2 separate regions of the Rattus norvegicus genome follow, and region 1 is linked to region 2. Evidence: chromatin contacts called from public Hi-C data. All regions are on one chromosome and are shown on one strand. The core of a region is the stretch at or near the end of the contact, and the rest is flanking DNA. Distances in the headings are between cores, read along the strand shown. Region 1 holds the start of Lrrtm3 (leucine rich repeat transmembrane neuronal 3). Region 2 overlaps Ctnna3 (catenin alpha 3).

Region 1 (7,185 bases), core at 4,541-7,040, 640 kb before region 2:
ACCTATGCTGCCAATAGGTTCACAAAAGACAAAACCAAGATGCTAAAATGTGCGAACAGATGTAGTTACTTAGACTATCCACTAGAGGTCAGTGCCACTCTATGGAAATCAGCATTGCCACTCTCTGCTTAGATAGTTGACTCACCAAACCAAGTTTAAAAAGAAAAAAAAGGGCGGGGGGTGGGGGAGACGGTTAAAATCTTTAGAAAGAGGGCACGTCAACATCCTTGGAAGGTACAGAGTCACGTAAAATGAATATATCTTGCATAACATTGCTTAAAAGTCTCTAGCTCGGAGCATGCTTGCTTTGGCACAGTGTGTACTGGGGTTAATAAATAAAGGAGAAAGAAACGCGACACACAAATCACAAACGTTCAGTTTAAAAGAAGGAACTCCATTTCCTCTCTGTTTTGAGAAAGCATTTAAGGCAGAGAGACTCCGGCATCCATGGGTCTCCAACAGAGCAGTTCAACAGGTCAGAATGCTCCCTTAACTATTTTCCCCTCAGAGGGGAAAGCGACCAGTTAACGTAAAATTGCGATAGAAGAAGAAATGAATAGCCAAGGATTCTTCTCTAATATGCAGTGTGCTTTAAATACTCGTATTAAAACTAGATCCACGGTTACAGACTGCAAGTGCCACGGGGCAGATACAGGACAGTAATTTCTGATCAGGAGGACACTTGCCACCTGGCTTTCCTGGGTGACACAAAGGTGCAGAAACAACTCTAGCCATAGGAGGCACAAATTGGTTCTCAAGGCACTCTGACAGCTGGAGAAGAGTCCTTAACCAAGGAGACACATGTGTTTCAAACTTTTCCCCCTGCCGTTTCATGCCCTGAATCAAGATGTGTTTTGTTATTCAGTCTAAGGCATTTTGTCTGGTGTCTTCCCAGTCAGTAAATCTCTTAAGGCATTAAAACTGAACAGCCTTCAAAATACTGTTCATTCATTTAATCTTCTACTGGTTCCACACACCAAGTGGTTCTGAGCCTTAGGCATACTTTTCAACACAGCAAACAGGTTTTTCCCTATCCCAATGGCACCACAGCACTGATAACTTGAATATATGTATATGAATGTATGTATATATATATACATTCATGTGTGTGCTTGTGTGTGTTTGCACAAACATGTGTTGCTTTGCCTTGACTAGACCTATTTGTTCCCATGGTAAATCAAGCAGAGGATTAAGTAGAGGAATAGAGTGGAATAGAATAGAAACAGGCCTTTTCTTCTCCATCTCAACAGTGCATTTAATTATTACAGTTATCTTCACAGTACAGTAAAAATGAGGCTGACCAAAGGAAGGAAATTTTTTTTAGATGGAATATGTATTTACTGATAGCATAGAAAAAATGCAAAGTTACAATGTCAGTGAGGAGCACCTCAGTGGATTTGGTCACCCAGCCCGTGATACTGTAAGATGTGTCTGCATTACTAATCCACTGGGGCTCTGTGGCCATTTGGCCTTAATAACTGCATACTCCATGGTTAGTCATGGATAAAGACAGTGCACTTGTGACACTTTTCTGAGCTACTGCCTGGTCTCATCAAAGCACCTTGATAGATCCCCTCGAAACGCTGCTTCTCCTTATTGCTAATAGAAGTATGGTTTTAATAATCTGGATCCCCTGCGGTTATCATACTTCATGTTGACTTGTCTAGATTTTTCCCTTTCAGCCTATGGAAGACCTCCACACTGTAAAAAAATGCTAGTAAGAAATAGCCATTAACTTTTTCGTTGCTATTATTATTATTATTATTATTATTATTATTATTATTTTGCAGCAACTGTTTCGGAAGACTAGGGATGTGCTCAGAGATGTGGGGCTAGTCATAAGGTGGACCATCCTTAGTGCAAAAATCAAAATTGTGACGGTCTGCTCCCACACTAAAACTGCTCATCCGAGAGGACAAAAGGGGGTGACAAGAATAAATATATTTCTCTGAAACCCCATAAATACAGAGGGCGTGAATCCACGCTGCAGTCACAGACTTTCACCAATGACATTAAAAACATGCATGCAGCTTGCAGGCTGCCAAGCCGGTTCTGTACAGAATCACACTGATGGATGAGTTACAATACAGATGAACACAGAGACACAGCGATGTCAACAACAGCAGGGCAAAGACAAACTGTCACAGTGTCCGTCTCTTTAATTTCCCCCTCCAGGCTCGATGTGCCAAGGTGTTACCAGGAGCATCCTTTTTAAGGATGGTGTTGGGGAAGCAGTGTTCCGACATCTGAATGAAGCGTCAGTCATTAGGGGTCTGGTTTGTGTAGAACACATCACAGGACATACAGGACAGCCTCACAAGCCCTGAACAGAACAGCTCAGGGCTCAGGATTCTATGAACTTACACTGGGTTCTTGGAAAAGAACACATCCTAGTGAGGTCCAAGCTTACAGGTCTCTGAGAGAGTGCCTTACCCTAGCAAACCTCATCTCTGAAAACTCCCTCACTTCCAGTGTGGACTATCTGCTTCCTCGGATGGATGTGCCTATTTAACGACTTGGTTGTGTAATGAATCAACATGTTTAGGGGACACACAGCCTGAAGGAAACCGACAGTGACCCCTTTAGTTTTATTCTGCAGCCACAGGGATCCAGATGAGGCTGCAAGGCTCAAACTTTGTGTTCTCAGGGGTCTCCTTGTGTTTGGCGGCCATCTGCTTTGGGCATCTTAACCCTTTGACACCCGTCCCGTCCCTGTGCTTTGTGCTTGGCTTGCTGTAATTTCTGAACCCCTGGAAACTGCTCAGGGATCTGCTTTAACCCGCCACCCTCTGTGGATAGTTTTCTGGGATTTTTCTTTGATAAGGCAGGCATTGTTTCTCATCCCCACTCTCTACAGTGTGCCATAATCCAGTCATCTCAAATTTATTCAACCCTCCAAGGTCCCGGGATCACTCCCCCCAACTCCACCCCCCGGGTTTGCTAAACTGCGAACCACCATAAGCTGGAGCTTTGAGCCTCTTAGATGGAGAAGAGCCAGTGTGAGGATCATGGGAATACAAGTTTTTATCTGGAAACAAACGTAATGTTAAAGAGATCCTTAAAGGGTTTTCTTATACACGAGGCACGGTGTTAAGCCTGAGTTCCAGCTTCACATTGATTGTGGTATTTAAATTTCAAAGGACTTATTATTTATGGGAGGAAAACGACCAGTATTATGAACACACTCTAAGGGGCAGGGATGGCCCTTGCCAGCACAGTGAGAAGGAGGGGGAGGGGCGGGGCACCGTGTTCCCTTGACAGACAGCAGAGTTCAATAAAGTACCCCTTATTTCCCAGCTTTTAAGAGCGCACTCTCTCTGTGTTTCTTTTTTCTTTCTTTCTTTTTCTTTCTTTTTTTTTTAAATCGCAATGGTTCATACCTCACATTCCCTGGAGCCTGATTTGCTATAGGTGCAGGGTCCGGTTCCGTTCAGCAGCATCTCGCTGGTCTCCGTGTTGGTGGGTTTATAATCTACATAAAATTCCTGGGTGCCTGGAGTCATTTGCTTGAGCGATTGCCGTTTCTTCTTCCGGTGCCTTCGCATGAGGGAGCGCTGCTGCAGCTGCTTCATGCTGGCGGGGTACCGCTTCCAGGACACGTACATAACCAAGAGGATGACCAGCACCGACAGGAAAAGGGCCACGCTGCCCGCGATGATCTTATGGAAGGAGATGTGCTCCGTGTCCACATCTGTCTCTGGGCTGGGCTCGCTAGCTCCCACCGTGGGGGGCAGCGGAGGCTTGCTCTCGTGCTTAGGCCTGGGGAGCTTGGGCTTAAACGTGGGTTTGGGGAGGGCCCTGGCCAGGTCAAACCTCTCTGTGGTAGTGCTCTTGCCACAGATGCTGTAGTTCTTCACTGCATCGATCACGTTAACCCCCTGCAGCTCTTTGGGACTGGCGCAGAGAATTGTATTCTCTCTCAGACCTTTAAAACTTTTCAGCCAGTTCACCAGGGAGCAGATATTCCTGCTGCATTCCCATATATTCCCAGCAAGGCTGATGTCATTGAGAGAGATCCAAGAATCCAGAATCTCTTGACCAATAAATGTGAGCTTGTTGGAATCCAGGTTGAGGCGTTGCAGATTGGGGACACACTGGAAGACACTGGGTCCACTGAAGGCTTCGATCTCATTACCCGACAGGTCAAGTCTCTGTAAGGAGCTCCAAGTCCAGGACATGGTTTGTCCTATGACACTGATTTTATTCCACTGCATGTACAAGTTCTGAAGGCTCACCAACCTTGGGAAAAGGGCCAGGTTGAGCTTGGAAAATTGATTGTGCTCCAGGTGAAGCTCTTTGAGTCTGATCATGCCAGCAAAGACATTCCTGGCTAAACTTCGGATCCTGTTATAGCCCAGGTCCAGAAGTTCCAGGTTGCGACAGTCTTGGAAAATCCGCACCGGGATGGTTCTCAGTGAGTTGGAGCGGAGGTGTAAACTGAGCAGCTTCCTCAAGCCCCGGAACTGTTCAGATCCCAGAGAATGGAGCTGATTATAGGACAGATCCAAGTTCCGTAGATTGGTCACAGGTCTGAAGGTGTTGTTAAGGAAATAGGAGATTCTGTTGGAACTCAGAATCAACTCTTTGAGTCTGCGTATCCCATTGAAAGCATTCTCGTCGATATTGCTGATATGGTTATGGTCAAGGTAGAGCCAGGTGAGCTGGTTGAGCCCTTTAAATTGATTATACTTAAGTTTTTGGAGGCTGTTGTAGCGAAGGGATAAACCCAAGCATCCGGCTGATATACTTGAGGGTATCTCCTGCAGTTTCTGAGACTCACAGTAGACCATTTTGCCTTCGCACCTACAACCCTTAGGGCATCCTCTTTCAGCAGAAGAAAGCATAGTCAGTAAGACAGTGGGGGCTAGGACCACCGCTACAGCTGATCCGCGCAGTAGCCTAATTACATTGAAACCTGGAAATAAAAACAACTTAGAAAAGTTATCCCCCCAAAACGAATGCCTATTTTTTTAAACCAAGTAAAGCTAACCATCTCTTTTCATATTCAGAAATGTAAACATTTAGATACCATTAGCATCAAATATCATCTTTGTAATATAAGGATATTGTATATTTCTAACAGCTAAACAAGGAAATGGAGCCACTGGTAACTGAATTTATAGTCTTAGACCAGAGAAAGATAATCTTTAAAACAATTAAAGCTGAATTATTACATAGACTTAGAGGATTTTTTTCAATTTTTTTTTAAAGAAGGAAAGAAGAAAAATATCAAAACATACCCATCCTTTGTATTGTTCAAAGGTCGTCCTTAGGTCTTTTGCTTTGGCTTAGGGGCCGCCTGCATGACAGCCCCTGTCAGCTGCAGTGTAGTGAGTCAGGGCTCGCTGACACCCAGGAAGAAAAATTGGACCCCTTGGGAGATGGACCGATTTTGGAACATTATTCTTTATCAGCCATGCAGAACACTCCAAGAACAAATAAATCCCAACACCGCATTCACAGCAAAACATCCGAGTCTTCCTAGGTAATAGGATCTTCATGGATATTACGTCTTTGCATCTTTACAGTGTGTGTGTGTGTGTGTGTGTGTGTGTGTGTGTGTGTGTGTGTTAAAAAAAAAAACTGGCTCCTATAATTTCTTCTCAAAACCCATGATGTATTCCTCTAGGCAACGTGGGGCTACCTGTGCTGCCACATCTGTATTCCATAGCCCGGCGGTCCCGTGGTGGTGAGCACCCAGTTCAGCCACGGAGCTGCGTTGGAGCCCAGAAGGCAAGAGAGCCCGGTTCCGCGCACACGCTCAGCTCACTCCAGCAGACTGTCATTCTGAAAGCTGCTCGGACTGTTGCTTCGGTTTCAGTGAATGCAGTCTTATGTAAAGCTGCCCCCAGTGGCGAGGAACACTATGGGCATGTGCAGAGCTGGCTCTCTTTTATCTTGCAAATGAGCAGGCTCTGCTGGAAAATGAATGGTTCTTTTGGGTGGCTCAATAGGAAGTGAATGGTCAACGTAATCAATAACTAGCAACATTTTCCGTGATATCCAAGTCTTGTTTTACAATTTGGCAACGCCTGTAACTGTCTGCGGCTGCTTAATCGACAAACATGTGCTTCCCAGAGTTTCTTTTTCTTTTTTCTTTTTTTTCCGTCTAGAGCTTGACGTTAAGTTTACAGATCGGATGTCAATTTTTCTTAACCTCAATGTAGGCTTTGAACTGAAATTTATAAAATGAATTATCGAGCTCTTCACAAAGCTGCATTAAGAGCCTGCACTGTTTGACCTCTTGGAGTCACAGTGATTATATTATGCAAGGTGTCTCAGGATGCTGGACTACATCGGCTTTACAATAGAGGGGATGACTAATGACTCACAAATTAATAGGGCTAATGGGTTTTCTGATTTTCTCACAAAAGATATAATTGGTTTAATGTTTATGACTGGGTTATGGCTTGCTTTGGTTGCTGTGGGCTTTTTTTTTTTTTTAAATCAGAAGAGAAATAAACCATTTTTAGTGCTAGTATTAGAACCCCAAGATCATTGGGCCCATAGTTTATTGATGTTGCCCCTATTTATTGCACTAATAATATTTATTGGGTGCTTCCTAAGCCCTCTAAATGTAGGCTTCACCCTGCTTCATCAGTCAACATCTGCAGCCTGTAGGACCCTCTGCCATCTACATTTCAAAGGTGAAGGACCTGAGACTTAAATGGGTCAGGATGTGGCAAAGAGGCATAGAGCCCCCAGGCAGAACAAGTCTGTCTTCTGATGCTTCACCCAGCACTAGTTCCTTTGAACAGGTGGCTCTGGTGAACATTCTGATAGATTAGGGTAGGGAAGCCGTATAGAGCACACTCTTGGTCTTTAGAGTGGGACCCCCTGAGTTTCCTTTGTCTTAGAAGGAAGGGGGTGAGCAACCATTCATCTATGCAGACTCTTCCTTGCTGAATGGACCGCCCGCATCACCTTGTGCAGCTTACTTAGCTCTCTGTGCTTCTGTGTTCTCACCTGTACACTGGACACAATAGAGATATTAGGCTGAGTGTTAAGTTACATCTTTGTCTGTGACTGTGGTACTGGGATGAAACACAGAACCCAGAGCTCGAGCCTCAGTCCTGTGTCCTCTTGCTGTCTTAAAGTGCTTAGCATCTGTGGGTATCGCATACATAGAACTATGCTGCTTTTTAATATTGAATACTGCCCATATTAACTGTTTATGAAGAACTA
Region 2 (6,854 bases), core at 2,571-5,070:
GGAGTCATGGTCTGCCACATTTGGTCACTAAGCACCCAGAGATGCTAACAGCAGGTACCAGGAAACAGGCTATTGCCGCCATGAGATCCATGTCTGCAGATGTTTAGAAGAAAATCTTAGATCTGGAAAGGTTTATCTTTTTGGCATCAGGGCATGAAAAAAATTTGATTGGGGAAGTACACCTGTGGTCGTGCCAAGTTTAGTCATTTGAAGCCACAAATAAAATTGATTAACTTGATATTATCTACTCATTTTTTGTTCATAAATTTTGTGTTTTCTTTGGCTGTTGTGTCATTACTTGGTCTAATAAGAAGGAGGAGCAATAGATGAGAAGTCCAAATACAAAATAACTGAAAACACACTAATTGTTAAGGAAAGTCTGGCCTAAATCAGTTCTGCTTTCCCAGTAGTTGCCAACACCATCTTCAATAATCATTTGAGCAGAGGGAGACTGAGGTTCAAAGGTCAGCAATCCTGAACATTTGTAAAGGTGATCATGTAAAGAGGGCATCCTTCATCCTCAAGTTGACTGGATTTGGAATCACCTAGGAGATACACTTCTGTGTTGTGTCTGTGAAGGCTTCTCCAGAGAGGAATAAATGAGGAGTCAGAGGAGTCCCAGCCCCAGGGCTTGGTTATATACCAAACTGAAAAGGGTTTTAAAAAAATTGTTGAAAGTGGCTGAAGAGAGATGGCCCAGTGGTTAAGAACACTGACTGGTCTTTCAGAGATACTGAGTTCCAATCCCATGATTGCGTGGTAGCTCGCAACCATCTGTAATGGGATCTGATGCCCTCTTCTGGTGTGTCTGAAGACAGTGACAGTCAAAAACTAAGTAACAAAAACAAACACACAAACAAAAACCGAGTCTGAACCACCAAACAAAACAAAACTGTTGAACACCATGGTTCATCTATGAATCTTCTCTATGGATTTGAGGAGAACCAGTCACATTCAAAATGCCTTCAGTTCTCTGCCCTGAGAAACAGTATCCTCTCAAAACATAAGCCAATATAAACGTTTTCCCCCTTCAGTTTCTCGTCAGACGTTTGTTTACAGCAAAGAGAAATTACTGGTTGCAGGAAGGAGAATGTTTTCAGTGAAGCTATTAATGACTCTGCTAACCCAAATCAATTTTCTGTTTAGGGAGGTGTCATCAGCAACAAAAGGAAATGACTCCCAAGAAATAAGTAATCTAGGTAGGTTGGTGTTGATGACACAGAAGGTTTATAGTTTTAAGGAGGTTGATCATCTAAGAATGGTGACGATTTTGGAAAAGAAAAAAAAAAATCTGAGTGATAAGGTCCATGTCACGAAGCCAGGTATTGTGATAAATATGTTGAACAGGCTGCATTTCTGGATCTCATACAGGTTGACAATTCAGGTTGTGAAGGTGTCTATAGAAATGGAAAAAATATGATATAAGATACATGTGATATATTATATATAATGTACATGATATATGATAAATATGGTACATATAATAAATGACATAAATGATACACAATATGATATATGTAGTATCTAATATATAAAATATTATATGTGGCATATAATTATATGTATATGTGTATACATGCATGTATATGCATATTATATATGCATATATATGTGTTTTGTCTATATATATAAACTGTTTTCTATAAACTGCAACCTAAAGTAATTCACCTGATAGTAACATACAGCCTAAGCTTCATCTATTAAGTACAGTTTTGTCTGTTAGGCAATGTTTAACACACCAACATTTCAATGAAATGCACTAAGCACAGGATTGTGATTCAGATGCATTTTTCAGAAATTGGTGGACTGAGCAGAAATAGAAAATGACTGCTTGTGGTCGTAAATTAGGAATAAATCAAGAAAATCTTATTGGCAACATTTGCAATGCAGTTCTGAGGAGAAGTCCAGTCATCACAGTATTCTCATCCATATTTTATGCTTAACATCGTCATGGAGCTTAAATCACCATTTCAGAACTGACTGGTATTTATTCAAACCCCTTCAGAGCATTCAAAAGCTCCTCTCCTATCTCAGAATGCCCATAACCCTCGCAAGCACTACTGGCCCATAATTGCTCTGGTTATTTTGCTTTTGTTCATACTTGGGAAGTTGCTCAATCTGTGACCTTGGTTATCTTTTGCTTCTGATTTTATTCTTGCTTTATAGCTCAGCTTCTCTGGACTTGATGTAAAACACTGTCTCATAGGTTTTGTTTCCGTCATACAATCTCTCCCACCCTGCACTTTCTCTCCTTTTTCCTCTATTACCCCATGAAGCCATCCTGCATGCGTGTTTGAAAGTGCCCCATATCTACTCTGTACAAATGCGCTCGCACACATGTGCACACACACACACACACACACACACACACACACACACACACACACACACACACACTTTCATGTGTGCCCCTGAGAATTCCTCCATCATTTTAAATTTATAGACAGTAGTTGAAAATAAGTATGCAATGTTTCTTTGCTTTTTCTGCATCATACTTCCTGTTCATATTGAAGCTCATGAGAATTTAGTTTAGGTAACAATATTAAGACAGATTTGATGGTGTATTTCTAGCATTCAGGAGCCCAACCTAGGAAAATTATTAGTTTGAGACAAGTCTGAGCTAACTAACCCAGTCCTGTCTCAAAAATAAAAACTATATATATATATATATATATATATATATATATATATATATATATATAAAGATAAAGAATCTGTCTAAAGAATGCCCATTCAGAGCCTGCCCCACATGTGGCCCATTCATATACAGCCACCAAACTAGATAAGATGGATGAAGCAAAGAAGTGCAGGCTGACAGGAGCTGGATGTAGATCGCTCCTGAGAGACACAGCCAGAATACAGCAAATACATAGGCGAATGCCAGCAGCAAACCACTGAACTGAGAACGGGACCCCCATTGAAGGAATCAGAGAAAGAACTGGAAGAGCTTGAAGGGGCTCGAGACCCCATATGAACAACAATGCCAACCAACCAGAGCTTCCAGGGACTAAGCCACTACCCAAAGACTATATACATCAACTGACCCTGGGCTCCAACTGCATGGGTAGCAATGAATATCCTAGTAAGAGCACCAGTAGAAGGGGAAGCCCTTAGTCCTGCCAAGACTGAACCCCCAGTGAACGTGATTGTTGGGGGAAGGGCCGTAAGGGGAGGAGAATGGGGAGGGGAACACCCATATAGAAGGGGAGGGGGAGGGGTTAGGGGGATGTTTGCTTGCAAACCGGGAAAGGTAATAACAATTGAAATGTGACTAAGAAATAACCAATTTAATAAAGATGGAGAAAAGGGAAAAAAAGGAATCTGTCTAAAGTATAGTAACATAATATGTAGTAATAGCCAGTCAGTCTCTTAAAAATCGATATGGTAAATTTTAAAACTAAAATACACATCCAGGGCACTGAAGTGATCTTGATTCAGTAAATGTTTGTGATTCTAAGAACATAACATGTCAAAAGCATAAAGAATTGGATTTATTTTCACTGGGTAATTTGGACTAATAATAAATACAGTTCAACAGTTGCCATCTTTAATGTTAGGTTAAAATAATTTAACATACAGCATTGTTTTTAATGTGTTTGCTTTTATAACATTAACTTAAACTAAGGAACTTTTCTGCTAGCTTCTGGCTGGCAGATTTGGCAAGAGCAGCTCGAATTATCTTCTGACCGCCCCCCTCCCCCAAGAAGGGAAGCCTGGCATATAATGCTGGCTCTGAACTTCAGCTGGAAAAGGAAACAGAGTGTCATGTTAGCAGCGTGGAGCAACATTCCCATGCTGAAATCAGCCCTGGCAAGAAAACAAGACCTTGTGGTGGGCATGAAGAAAGATTTGATCCAGTGCTGGTGACACATACTGACTCATACTGCTGATGAAAACCACTCTGCGATGTTAATTATCTAGGAGTCCAGCTGCATGAAAACACGACTTTGCAAAACTCTCAAGTGGCAAAGGGAACCAGCAGGAGTGTCCCCTCTCTCACTAAAAAGAACAGAGAATGCCAAAAAAAATTAAAAATATCAGTAATTAAATATATGTGTGTAATATGTGATCTATGTATGTATGTATGTATAAATGTATATCTACATATGTATTTATGCATATAATCTCATGTATATGCAAGTGTGTGTGCATTGCATGCTCATGTGTGTGCATGCATGCTTGTGTGTTTGTGTATGTGTGTGCCTATATGTGCTAATCAGGAGGCAGTTCCCTTCAAGTCTATGATTCTTTTCATTATTACTAAATTTGAATGTATTGAATACTATTGAGTTCTACTTTTCATTAATCAGTAAGCACAGTTAGCTGCTGTTGACCCATATTGTAGCTCTATGAAAGTATTCAATTGCCAGTAGCTGTGCACATAAATGATGTTCGTGTGTGATTTTTGTTTTCTTCTTCTCTTCCTATCTAATTTACATTGATTTGCCAAACAAATCAGATGGTTAATCTTCTCCTCATCAATCCTCCATGAATAAAATTTCAAAAGCAGTTATAGATGCTGTATCAAGTGCATAGCTGACTATGTTCCTCTCTCCTTATCAAGGGTGCTTTCAGAAAATATCAACACAGGAGAGACAGGCAAATGCTTTGGCTGGGAATGCTAATACAGTTAGGAATGTTGGCAAATGATGGGGCCACCCTAACTAGAGAGAGATAAACTAGAGGTAACTGCTGAAGCAGTTAAATCTCATTCTTAATCCTTAAGAAGATTTAGGGACTAGGTAGTTCTTTTCTTTTGGAGGGATTGCTAAGGCCCTTTTCATATTCAGGCCCATTTCTTTATCCATTACAAACAAAGCAACAAGAACCATGTTCCTAATGTTTGTCCTGTTTGTGTCCCTTCAGTGATTTTTTAAGGGTTTTTTTTCCTTCCTTCCTTCCTTCCTTCCTTCCTTCCTTCCTTCCTTCCTTCCTTTCCTTTCCTTTCTTTCACTTTCATTCTTTTTTCTTCATGTTACCATTTCATCCAAGCCATTACTAGTCTGACATTACTTTCCATAATTCCTACATCTACTGGGACTAAAACTCTTTGTGACATGGAATTTCCTTAAAGTTCATACTTTTTCTTTCTTTTTAATTACATTTACCTTTTTGTGTTTGTGTGTGAACACATGTGGACACAAACACACCACTGTCCGAGTGTGAAGGTTCAAGGACATCTTGCAGGACATTTCTCCTTCTACCACATGGGTCTAGAAATCAAACTTAGGCCATCATGGTGGCAAGCATGTTTACCTACTGAGCCATCTATCGAGCACCAGTTGGAACTTCTAGATTGATTAGGCTCTTTGTCTTCAAGAAGATAGAAGTTCCATCTTTTATCCCTTCATTGATTTAAATTATAAGTTAGTGGGAATATTTTATGTACTAATATATATTTTCTGATTGATTATTTATTCTCTTTGGGGAAAAAGGATGATATCCAATTGACTTTTGGCAGTCAGTATTGAGAAAGCTTATGTGTTTATCTCAGTTTACATAGGTGCCTGAGTTAATAACTTGCTTATTTGAAACTGGTGGATAGCATGAGAGACACATAGATAACACAGGAAGATAGTTTGATTTAGTAATTAATTAAAATTCTACTGTACATAAGTAGTTGTAAAAATTACCCCATGGGTTAAATAGTCTATAATGGTTTCTCTCTGTTTTATTGTCTGTGATAACTTTTATGCAAAGTACAGAAATTTTTCTTCGTGTATAGAATTTAGATTTCCAGGGTTCTCTTGGAACATAGTTGAATGTCTACCTCCAGTAGTATTTTCCTCACTTTGGGTGGTGGTATACATGTCTGTATTCCAGGACTTCTACTATATCTCTTTAGATTCCTGTTATTGGGGGTATCAGTTGTGATTTTCCTGCCCAATGGACTAAGTTGAATTCATGAGCTGTTCAGATACAGCCTGTCCTTGCTAGGCCTTCAGTCATTAGCAGGTGGAGGGTCTTAGTTTCTGCTACTACTACAGTTCAGTGTGTCTTAGGCTCTCACAGCACTGTGGGACATTAGTACCTTTATCATGAGTACCGAGCTTCTTTGCTAAGACTGTGTTGATTCTTGCTACCTGGAAGAAACTATGATAGTCCTAGGACTAGCAGGATGCATCCAAAGTCGCTCAGGAGATCATGGGGTACAATCTAGGCATTAGTGTAGGCTGATATTTCTCAAAACCTACTTTAATAAGTGTTCTTAAATGCTTCAACCTCCCATATGGTCTACCAAACAATGGTAGGGGAGGAAGATAGTTAATAGGACAGAGAGGACCTGCACCTATTTAAAAGTAGTTCTTTGGAGCAATTCTAATCCTCCTTGTCAGAAGTCCAGTCTACTAGCAAAACACCAAGTAGAAACCAGTAGCAGTGGCTCGATCCAGAAGAAACCATGAGACTTGGCCAATCAGCATGACTGGATTGAAGGAGTTGGAACACCACCAGAAGTTCGCTACAAAGTCATGAAAAAGGAAGATCATGGAAGAAGCAAGGTGAACCAATGCCAGAACATTATCAGTGAAGACTAGCAAGGTGAACCAATGCTTGAACATCATCTACTGTCTGTTGGTTACCTCCTATACTCTTTTCAAACATCATGTGTCCTCTTAAGCATGCCCTCCAGTAAAACATCACATGCCCTTTCACCAGGCAGTTTCCAAAAAACATCACATGACACAACTAAGTCTTCAACAAAACCAATATATATATTAAAAAAATCCCACTTCACGTGAGGAAATTCAACAAAAGTGAATCAATCAAGAGGGCTCAAGAAATAATTACATAAATCTCTCCCATGTGCTCCCTCAGTGAGATGATTTATGGAGGTTCTAGAATCTTTAAAATGC

Evidence for each region. Hi-C and Micro-C count contacts between places; a contact is called where the count stands out from the background.
Region 1: a Hi-C map of Schwann cells shows a contact between it and region 2, with 5 times the contacts expected there. The contact joins the promoter of Lrrtm3 here to the enhancer-like site in region 2. A contact is called at or near these places in 2 of 12 Hi-C or Micro-C datasets (Schwann cells and frontal cortex) and 1 of 1 datasets of contacts at active chromatin or transcription factors (oligodendrocytes).

What each region holds. Positions count from the first base shown.
Region 1 is chr20:24,512,909-24,520,093 of GRCr8, reverse strand. It overlaps Lrrtm3 (leucine rich repeat transmembrane neuronal 3), which reads right to left and starts at 5,790. Exons shown (of 3, transcript NM_001106387.2): 1 at 5,241-5,790; 2 at 3,381-4,915. The coding sequence starts at 5,244. The region is part of intron 7 of Ctnna3 (catenin alpha 3); the gene reads left to right.
Region 2 is chr20:23,866,462-23,873,315 of GRCr8, reverse strand. All of the region lies in intron 13 of Ctnna3 (catenin alpha 3), which reads left to right. Among named protein-coding and RNA genes, the nearest start is that of Lrrtm3, 640 kb to the left of the region's middle. Within about 2 kb of position 3,820, at least 7 of the 93 cell types and tissues checked have an H3K27ac peak or open chromatin away from gene starts, as enhancers often do. A contact at or near this core is called in Schwann cells, where this site is marked.